Linked DNA regions of Hordeum vulgare: region 1 is linked to region 2. Evidence: chromatin contacts called from public Hi-C data. All regions are on one chromosome and are shown on one strand. The core of a region is the stretch at or near the end of the contact, and the rest is flanking DNA. Distances in the headings are between cores, read along the strand shown. Region 1 has its middle 150 kb from the start of LOC123425610. Region 2 holds the start of LOC123425610 (probable serine/threonine-protein kinase WNK1).

What was found. A called contact is a pair of places that touch in the nucleus more often than the background predicts.
Region 1: a Hi-C map of seedling shows a contact between it and region 2, with 5 times the contacts expected there. The contact joins the enhancer-like site here to the promoter of LOC123425610 in region 2. A contact is called at or near these places in 4 of 6 Hi-C or Micro-C datasets (leaf and seedling) and 1 of 1 datasets of contacts at active chromatin or transcription factors (embryo).

What each region holds. Positions count from the first base shown.
Region 1 is chr2H:148,846,109-148,851,636 of MorexV3_pseudomolecules_assembly, reverse strand. No RefSeq gene overlaps it. Among protein-coding and RNA genes, the nearest start is that of LOC123425610, 150 kb to the right of the region's middle. Within about 2 kb of position 2,501, at least 3 of the 3 cell types and tissues checked have open chromatin away from gene starts, as enhancers often do. A contact at or near this core is called in leaf and seedling, where this site is marked.
Region 2 is chr2H:148,696,994-148,702,406 of MorexV3_pseudomolecules_assembly, reverse strand. It overlaps LOC123425610 (probable serine/threonine-protein kinase WNK1), which reads left to right and starts at 1,776. Exons shown (of 7, transcript XM_045109304.1): 1 at 1,776-2,154; 2 at 2,284-2,321; 3 at 2,434-2,661; 4 at 2,838-3,058; 5 at 3,171-3,328; 6 at 3,439-3,874; 7 at 3,974-5,109. The coding sequence starts at 2,068. The coding sequence ends at 4,929.

The sequences.
Region 1 (5,528 bases), core at 1,252-3,751, 150 kb before region 2:
GAAAAAATGTTTTAAAATGTGGACATTCTATAAAAACAAATTTGTGATTCTGTTTTCAATTACCGAACATTTTTCTAAACAAAGTGAACAAATTTGGAAATTCTGTTTTTGTATGAAATCTATGAACAAAGTTTGAAAACACGAACATTTTTGTTTAAAATCAACATTTTTTTCTAAAATGCGAACATTTTTTAAGTAAAGAAAAATAAATTTGAGAAAAAAAGCAGAAATAAAAAAGTAAAAAGTAAAAATAAAAGAGAAACAGAACAGGAAAAATCCGGCCCAGGAACTTTCTAGAAGTTTCCCAAAACACACAAAAAAAACAGCTGAAAACCTATAGAAGTATTCCAAAACCGAGAAAATTAAAAACGTTTTGGTGGGCCGGCCCAATCTAAAATGATCGCTCGATCGCCTTAGCAATTGGTGGACAGTTTAACGCAGCGAGCATCAAATAAGATTTTTCCGGATAACCATGGCCTCGTCATCTCTGTTGTTGGGATAGCGAAGCAGTGAGCTCCTGTTTTCCTTCCAAAAGATCAAATGCGCATGAATGAATCAACTGGTCATCTAATCGCTCGGGGCTCCCCATGTGCGATCTCTCGTCCGCTTCCCTCGCACAGAACCCCACCGACCGCACTCATTGACTACAGGTCCATCTCACAAATGACCCCCCCTAGGCAGCCACACCACCACCCACGCACCGGAATCAAGCTCGGGAGGCACGGAAAAAAAATCCAAGGTCAAATTAGGATTGAGCGAGAAACACTTTGATAAGGAGGCTGTCGGAATTTACAACTGCCGCATGCTCACTAGGCGATTCTATCTTAATATGAATACACAAAGATTTCATAGCACAGTATCCCTGAAATAAGAATATGATTATTATTTTTTTGCGATGGAAATAAGAACATGACTTGGGCTAAGTGCACCTATGCGAACTCTGGATATTCGGAGGTACTACATGTCTTTGTCCGAGGATCTATGAACGCTAATTTTCTTCCATTTTTAAGTCCAAAAGACGGAAAATGAGGCCACATTGTCCCGCTCGAACATTTTATCGACAGAGGCTGGTTTTATTGAGTCCAACCAAAGGTCAAAGAATATTAAATTAAGCTCGGGCTTCTCAAATAAGGCTAGCCATAATGAGAGTAATTAAGGTAGTATCATGTATTTGAGACTAACAGAAATGCTGATGTGACAGATAATTAAAAAAAAGGTTAGAGTAACATAGATAGATACCGTAACATGTTACTCCCTCCGTTCCTAAATATAAGTCTTTCTAGAGATTCCACTAGTAGACTACATACGGATGTATATAGACACATTTTAGAGTGTAGATTCATTCATTTTGCTCTGTATGTAGACTCCTAGTGAAATCTCTTAAAAGACTTATATTTAGGAACGGAGTGAGTAAATGCTATGCTACTATGTGTTATGCATGTCAATAAATAAGGTCATCTATGATACTACATTATGATACTATGCACTATGAAGGTAGTATCATACAATAGTATCATATGCATGATATTACTATATGATACTCCTCACTATGACTAGCCTAAAACTTGTTGTCAATCTAGGCTTGCTGATGTAGGATTGCATGGTTTTAATCACTAAAATGAAACTGTACGAACACCTATGACATATAGTACTACCTCCGTCACAGTTTATAAGACACACACGTATACTTAGGTCGTCAATTTAACTTACTCCCTCCTTTCCGGTTTATAGGGTTTAAATCTGAAATCTCATCAACCAAGGTGAATTGTAAGTGGATGACACTAGTTTTAACTATCCAATTAAATACTTTTCACATATTCAATTTTCAAGGCAATAAATGTACCATCTTCCTTCTCATTGGACTTGGATAGTGGATGTAGAAAACGATGTATGCATAGCCACTCATCTTCTTTCTCTAAACTCTATGTATTAAATATGGCGTGTGACTCAAAACATTTTAACTCAATTAGACTCAAAATGAGCTTAATATAATGAAAATATGAAAATTTTGAAATGACCCTATAAACCGGAAAGGAGGAAGTATATAAAATCTATTATTTAATATAAAAATTATATCATTAGAAAATAAAACATCTATAGTTATAATAATATATTTTTATAATATATATTTATCATTAAGTTGAAGAAATTGACGATCTATATATCCGTGTCGGACTTATAAACTAAGACGGAGGGAGTAGTAGTAATCTACCAGCATCATCTCTAGAGAATCGCCATTCGCCGGTCATCAAAAGATTAAAGCTAAGTCTCGCCATCGACGAACGCACATACAGTACATACCTTACTTCAACAGCCACGTGGAAATTTTTATAGCCGTCTCTGGCCGGCCGGATCGATGCCGGTAGCCGAGGAGGGAAAGAGGCAGCGCAGCGTGCAAAAGCCGCACTGATCCTGGTGGCTGCCCGGGATGGGACTACCGTACAAGGCTCCGGTTCCGTACGGGGCTGAGGCCGCGTGGGTACCTGGCAGGAGTGGTGGCTGTTGTCGGCGAGCGCCATGTGGGCTGCCTCACACACCGGCTGTATTAGAAGAGCATCTATAATCACGAGTTGCTAATTTGGACTACTAGACTTCCGCGGACGCGCATCCCGGACGGTGTGAGCTCTTAGACCAACTACACCGCACGACCCAAACGGACGTTTGGTTTAGCCGGATTTTGTCCGTTTGCGATGGTAATGAATTCGCCCATGTCCGTCTGTGTCCGTTGGACCGTGCATGCGTCCACCGCGCGGCCGCATCTTAAATCATGTCCGCGTTGGACTTGATTAAAAAATTAAGAAAACTCAACTAAAATAAATAAACGCAGTTAAAAAACCTAAAACATAACAACATTAACATTAAAAACGGCTCAGTTTTCACGGCCACAAAACGGCCCAGTTTGACATAATTGACATAAAAAAAAGAAGTCCGTCGTTGCCGTTGTCGTCGCCGTCTTCACTTGCCGCCGGTGTCGTCGTCGTCACCGTCGCTCACGAGATCGACGTAGGCCGCGACATCCAGAGGTGGGCCGACAGTCCCTGGTGCGCGGGGGCGGGCTGGAAGCTGGCCTGCAGCATCTCCTCCCGTGGCGAGGCGTCCCGCTCCTATGACCGCGGCGGCGTGGGGCACCAGTTCACGGTCCCCACTGCCTGCGCCATCTCTGGCGCGGTGCACGGCCACCCCCATGACGCGCCCACCAGTTCCGGAGGGAACGTGGCCACCTCCTCCTCCTCCATCTGCTCGGGGATGGCGACGTCGCCGGCCCTAGAGAGGGCCATGGCGCGGTCCAGGCCCGGCCTTTGGCGCTCATCATGCGTCGTCATGGAGTCCTCCCTCACGCGCTGCATGAGCCGGGCCTCCTCCTCCCCCGTCATGCGAGGAGGTGGAGGTGCTGACTTAGACGGGGAAGGCGACGACATGAGCGTGAGGCCGCGTACCCGTGTACGCCCGCGCACCTCCGGTGCCCGCCGCGGCCCCGAGACCGTGCCGGCGAAGTTGGAGGCACGCCGCACGTCGTGCTCGTCACTGAGCCAGGTGTCCCAGAGGGTGGAGTCGGCGGAGTACCTTTCGTCGTAGTAGAGGTCATCGGGGAGGAGGTGGCGGCGCTCGATCTCCTCGCGGCGCGCACGACCGCTCGTCGGCACCGCCGGGATAGGGACGTGATCGGCGGAGAGGTGCCACGCGTGGGGGACGTGGATGTCGCTCCACGAGACCGGCGTCCTCGTCTCCTAGTAGTGCTGGCATACCTCAACGCTGAGGTACTGCTGGTCGCGATGGCCGACGGGCCTAGGAGCGATGGTCAAGGGAGCGTTGGCCTGGCGTGGTGGCAATGCGCCCTCCTCCTTCACGGAGCCGCGGCGGCGTCCCGACGAGGAGCCAACCTCACGGTCGTGGGTGCCCTTGCGGCCGTAGTTCCACAGGCCCATGGCTGCTGCGAGGTGGGTGATACGTCTCCAACGTATCTATAATTTTTGATGGTTTCATGCTATTATCTTGTCAAACTTTGGATGTTTTGCATGCCTTTTATTTATTTTCTGGGACTAACTTATTAATTCAGTGCCAAGTTCCAGTTCCTTTTTTCCATGTTTTTGACCCCTTTCAGATGAGATTTTGAAACGGAGTCCAAACGGAAGAAAATCTCCGAAAAGATTTTTTCTGGAACGGAAGAAGATCGGAGAGCTTGGGGCCCAAGCCAGAAGAGCCCAGGGGCCCCACAAGCCCCCACCCCGCGGCCAGGGGGGCCGCGCCATGCATGCTTGTGGGCCCCCCTGGAGGTCCCCGGACCTAGATCTTGCGCCTATAAATTCCCAAATATTCCCAAAAAAATCACAGGACGATCGCAATCACTTTTCCGCCGCCGCAAGCTTCTGTCTCCGCAAGATCCCGTCTGGGCACGTCCTGGTGCCCTGCCGGAGGGGGATTCGGACACGGAAGGCTTCTCCATCAACACCATGACCTCTCCGATGATGCGTGAGTAGTTCACCATAGACCTACGGGTCCATAGCTGGTAACTAGATGGCTTCTTCTCTCTCTTGGATCTTCAATACAAAGTTCTCCGTGATCTTCATGGAGATCTATCCGATGTAATCTTCTTTTGTGGTGTGTTTGTCGAGATCCAATGAATTGTGGATTATGATCAGATTATCTATGAATCTTATTTGAGTTTCTTCTGATCTCTCTTATGCATGATTTCATATCCTTGTAATTCTCTTCAAGTTGTGGGTTTTGTTTGGCCAACTAGATCTATGATTCTTGCAATGGGAGAAGTGCTTGGTTTTGGGTTCATACCGTGCGGTGACCTCACCCAGTGACAGAAGGGGTAGAGAGGCACGTATCGTGTTGTTGCCATCAAGGGTAAAAAGATGGGGTTTTCATCATTGGTTTGAGATTATCCCTCTACATCATGTCATCTTGCTTAAAGCGTTACTCTGTTCGTCATGAACTCAATACACTAGATGCATGCTGAATAGCGGTCGATGTGTGGAGTAATTATAGTAGATGCAGAAAGTATCGGTCTACTTGTCTCGGACGTGATGCCTATATGCTAGATCATTGCCTTAGATATCGTCATGACTTTGCGCGGTTCTATCAATTGCTCGACAGTAATTTGTTCACCCACCGTATTACTTGCTATTTTGAGAGAAGCCTCTAGTGAACACTATGGCCCCCAGGGTCTACTCCACACCATATTTTCAGCCTTACACTTTTTACTTCGTTGCACCTTTTGCCTTCAGATCTCACTTTGCAAACAATCTTGAAGGGATTGACAACCCCTTTGAAGCGTTGGGTGCAAGCTTGTTTGTGTTTGCGCAGGTACTGTTGACTTGACGAGACCCTCCTTCTGGATCGATACCTTGGTTCTCAAACTGAGGGAAATACTTACTGCTCCTGTGCTGCATCACCCTTTCCTCTTCAAGGGAAAAACCAACGCAAGCCCAATCTCCGTCAACGTGTCAATTTCTAGCGTTGTTGTTTGAGAAGTAGCAGAAGGATTTCTGGCGCCGTTGCCGGGGATGAAGATCAAGTCA
Region 2 (5,413 bases), core at 527-3,026:
TTCTTCTCTATCCTCTATGGAGCATCGTCGCCGTGTAGCTTGCTCCGACTTCTCTCCGCATGTATGTGCATGGGAGATGAATGAGGAGAAGAGTGGGGATAAGTGTGTGGGGAGAGAGGTCGGGGTGTGGATTAGGAAGTCAACGCCAGATTTGCTAGTCTTTCCTTTGTTTGGTTCGACTGTCTACGTAGTGTGCTTTTAGATGCATGCGGTTCAATGACCAATGTTGAAATCGATGCCAGATTTTAACAATTGAGTATATTACATGACACTTGGATTAGGCAGATTTTTTTAGTGTGCACACCCTTCATTTAATTCATGGGTCCGTCACTGAGCGTATATACATGTTTGTGAGTGTCTCCATCTGTATTATATGTTTTTTAAAAACTATTATTTCTCAATGAAACCACATCCATTGATAATTATAAGGTAAGCATGGCAAATTATATAACTAACATCACCCGAAAATGCCAAATGGAGACCGTGCTCCACGAAGGCCTTAATTTGGAAACTTTAAAATTCAAACTCTTCTTTTAAAAAATTCTGAAAAATATATGTGTAACTAGATTCATGATGTACATGTGTGTAAATTTCAGGTCGAAACAAGTTAAAATGTGAGGTACAAAAAAAAACAAATTTGGGCTTTTAGCATATGTATTGTTCATCTTTAAATATCATGCTTTTTTGGGGGCAGCTCGAAATTCAAGGTATCTCATAATAAAATTGTACACACATACACATCGCATTCTTGTATACATGTTTATTTTTTTCATAACTTTTAAAACATAAATTTTGAATTTTGTTATTGTCAAAATTAAGGTCTTCATGATGCTCTGTCTCCAAATGCCCTACTCGACATCACCTACCTATATGATTAGCGGTGGATGAGGGTGAAGCTCATGTATGAGTTATTTTGTCCAATTATCCGGTTTCTTTAAACTGCTTACAAATTTTCAACGTGTTGGAAAATGAAGATGAACCCGGGTGCTCCTATCTAGGAGTACTATAGCTTTGAGCAACTTTCCATGGACATGAACGGAGCACCCCGCACCATCATGGCCCAAGTGAGTTCGCCGGGGGAGCATAGCGTTTAGCAGGGTTTGATCATCAATGGGGAGGCAAAACAAAGGGGCCGCTCTCGAACCATTTCGTTTTCTTCTCCGAAGTCAAAAAAGAGAGTCAGATTTGCGATGTCAAGGAGGAAAGCAAGAAAAACAAGAACCCCAGTAAATATTCAATTTTCTTGTTCAGTTTGCGCCAAGATCGTGGTTCCTAATCAGCTGTCCCTTTTTCCGGTTAAAGAGCTTCTCGACATAGTTTCTTCCCCCAGAGCTTCTACATTCATATATACAGTACTTTTCTGCGAGCGGTCGTTTTCGCCCATGGGATTGAACAACATTTGGGTCCAAACCAAACATGCTTTCTTGGAAAATCGGGCTGCCTTTTCTGAAAGGAATAAAAAACGCAGAGACCGGCCTGCATTTTTCTACTGTAATTCCAGTTCCTTTTAGAGACGATTGCGGTCTAATTTGTTTACACCGAATAATTGTGGATTAGTATATCGGCATGGAAGTGAGGCTAATTTGACCGTGTCATGATGGAATTGTAGTCTCACCCGACTAACCAACGACAGTATCTAGGATCCTGTCACCCCTAGTACGTACAGTACCACGTAGCTGGCCCAGCCCAGCAGGTAGCTTAGTAAATCTCATCTCTCGTGTGGAGTTAAAAACGGCAAGTTTATCTGCGGCTTTCCCATTGATCTAATCTACAATCTACAACTAAAGCCTCATCATCCCCACCCCCTCCTCCTTGGCTCCTTCCCATCTCTCTCTCTCTCTCTGCCCACACACACCATGTGTGCCCACATTTCCCTAAATAGGCCGCTCGCTCCCGCGCCGATCCTCTCCTCCTCCCCGCCCCCCTGCCCCTCCTCACTCCCCATCCACTCCTCCTAGCAGCGCGAGCGCGAGCGCGCCGGCGAGCCAGCAGCTGCCTCCCGGGCGGCGCGGAGCGGGTGCTTTCTTGCGCTGCTTCCGAGGCCGGAGCGAGCCGGAGATAGCTAGGATGATGGGCGCCAGGGCAAACGCCAGCGCCAACGCGGCCGACTGCGGGGAGTACGCGGAGCTCGACCCCACCGGCCGGTACGGAAGGGTACGGCGCCACCCCCACCACCACCAACAACCTCCCTCCCCCTGCTCCCCTCCTCCTCCTGCGGCCGTTTCTCGATACGTTACCCTGCCATGCCAGATCGCTGATCCGTTTGCTCCATGCTTCTTGCAGTATAACGACGTCCTCGGCAAGGGCGCGTCCAAGACCGTGTAAGATCCGCCGTCCTCTGCTCGCTCGCTCGCTGCTTGCTGTCGCTTCTTTCTTGTCCGCCTCGCGCCGCCCGAGCTGACTGCTGACGACGAGCGCCTGGTCTGGTTTCAGGTACCGGGCGTTCGACGAGTACCAGGGGATGGAGGTGGCGTGGAACCAGGTGAAGCTCTACGATTTCCTCCAGTGCCCCGATGACCTGGAGCGCCTCTACTGCGAGATCCACCTCCTCAAGACGCTCAAGCACAAGAACATCATGAAGTTCTACACCTCCTGGGTCGACGTCTCCGCCCGCCACATCAACTTCATCACCGAGATGTTCACCTCCGGCACCCTCCGCCAGTAAGCCGCACCAATCTCATCTAACTCTCTTTAATGCTCAATAAAGTTGTATCCTTGTACGCTCAATCTAAAGGAAATCTCCTTTTTTTCTGCCCAATTCTAGAAAGAAAGTAGTAGTAGTACGTATCTTCTGTTCTGTATGCCTAATTGATTGCTTGTGATTTGCTGGTGATTAGGTACAGGCAGAAGCACAGGAAGGTGAATATATGGGCGGTCAAGGACTGGTGCCGGCAGATCCTCAGCGGCCTGCTGTACCTACACAGCCACAATCCACCCATCATCCACCGGGACCTCAAGTGTGACAACATCTTCGTCAATGGTAACCAGGGTGAGGTCAAGATCGGCGACCTCGGCCTGGCCGCCATCCTCCGCAAGTCCCATGCTGTTCACTGCGTAGGTAAGCTTCGGCCGATTAGCTACCTAGCATGGAAAAATGGTGTTTTACGGTCCCAAATGATGATGGTTCTGTGGAAATTTGATGAGATTGGCGTGTCCGATTGTTTGGGCAGGTACGCCGGAGTTCATGGCGCCGGAGGTGTATGCCGAGGAATACAACGAGCTGGTGGACATATACTCCTTCGGCATGTGCGTGCTTGAGATGGTCACCTTTGAGTACCCGTATAGCGAATGCACGCACCCGGTGCAGATCTACAAGAGAGTGATCTCTGTAAGGAGTGCCTCTTGGATATTTTTTTAGCCATTTGCAGCTCTTGTGATTCTGGTGTGTGGTTAGTTGGAAATTGTTTTACTGATGTCATCTAGTGGTTTGGTTGGTAGGGTACTATGCCTGAAGCTTTGTACAAGGTGAAAGATCCAATGGTGAGGCAATTTGTCGAGAAATGCCTGACCACTGCTTCCCAGAGGCTCACGGCAAGAGAGCTGCTCAATGACCCTTTCCTGCGCATTGATGGCATGGCTCTATGTCCTGGGGATGGGGATTACACCCTGTTGAACAATTACCTTCGGCAGCCCTACTTAAGTGATGCTTATAGTAATGGGTCCGTGATGAGCAATGGGTTCTCAGAAAGCATTGACGAAGGTGCACCAATGGAAGATAGATGGGAGTGTGAAGATGATGACACTAAAGCCGATGGCATTGATCTGTTCAACGGGCACGAAGATGAGCCTCTTGGCACTGTGGACATCGCAATCAAAGGGAGAAAAAGTGAGGATGGAGGAATCTTCCTCAGACTACGAATCACAGATGATGATGGTAACATGCAATATATGATGCCTAAACTCTTTGGTTGAATTCATTGTGTGAAAATGTTAATTCAGATAATTTGTGAAAACTAATTTCTCATATTTGCAGGTCGGGTACGCAACATCTATTTTCCGTTCGATGTTGAGGCTGATACTGCATTAAGTGTGGCAACTGAGATGATTGGTGAGCTGGATATAACTGACCATGAGGTTACTCGTATCGCTGAGATGATCGATGGCGAGCTTAGTGCATTGGTGCCAGATTGGATGGCTGGTCCAGGCATAGAGGAAGTTCCAGACGCTGCATACTGCCATAACTGTGGTTCCAATGTGTCATCATGTGGTTCGCTTTTTGACTACATGTCCTCGGCTTCCCGTGGTTGCCGATGTGCAGAATTGCATGGGAGGTTTGAAGAGATCACATTCCAAGCTGCCGATGAAGAGCAATCTGGTTTGCATGACTCAGGGGGCAGCTCTGATGATGGAGGAGCTCGAAAAGAGCAGCATGTCAAAGACAAGGAGCCCGTACGCCTGAATGGGTTTCCAAAGATGGGTAGAAGAGGTCTTTCTGACCGGCTTTGCTTCAGTTCTTTCCAGGAGCGATCGTGCCCAACCGATAACTATGAGAGCGATACCGATCATCAGTCGAAGGGGTTCGACATAAAGCATGAAGTGAAGATGGCCAAGTACAAAGCGCGGAAAATGGCACACTTGAAGAGAGCCATTCATCCATCACTGGACTTCGACAACTCCACCAATGGAGCAAGCAGGACGAAGCCTACACTGAGCAAGCTGGAGTCTTTCCATGTTGGTAAGCACCACAATTTCCGTGTACCGACCTGCCAGCGAAGCCCCGGCACAGCAATCAGCCCTGGCACAGCAAGGACCGATCAGCATCCAGGCATGAGTAACCAAGCGTGTCCGAGCCCGGGAGCCCAAAGGGCCCTGCGCACCGAGAGCAGCCCGGACTGCATGTTCACAGCCAGAAACTATTATACCGGAGCTCAGTTGCCACCGAACCTCCCAAGAACAAAATCTGTACCCCTAAGTGCGGTCGACGCCTAAGATGTTTTTCGCCGTGTAAATTCTACAGGGAACTGTACATTCCTTTCGTTCTTTATGTATGCAGTATGAAAGATAGTTGGTAGGCATGAGACTGAAATGTGGCTGCGGATTATGCCTGAGCTGTAAAACTCTCTTCTGCCTTGTGAATCTAGATCATACCAGTCTAGGCTGTTGAGTGTCTGATTGCGTGTGGTTTGGTAGCAGGGCCGCTTTGATGCTTGATCTCATTGATATTGTCTTTGAAAGAGCTATGATCTGTCGCTGTCCGACGGATATTTTGCCCAATATCTTGATAGATGCCAATGTCCTCGCTGCTAGTTAGTTATTCAGAAAGCAAAGATGGCTAAAGCAAAGTGCCTAAGCTATGAATCAGATCACCAAGATCAGGAGCTGGAAGAGGAGAGCTCAGTCCTATACTAATACAGCCTAGTACCACATTGACACCTATGAAATGGATACTCCAGAGTCCATCTTGCCCTAGTTG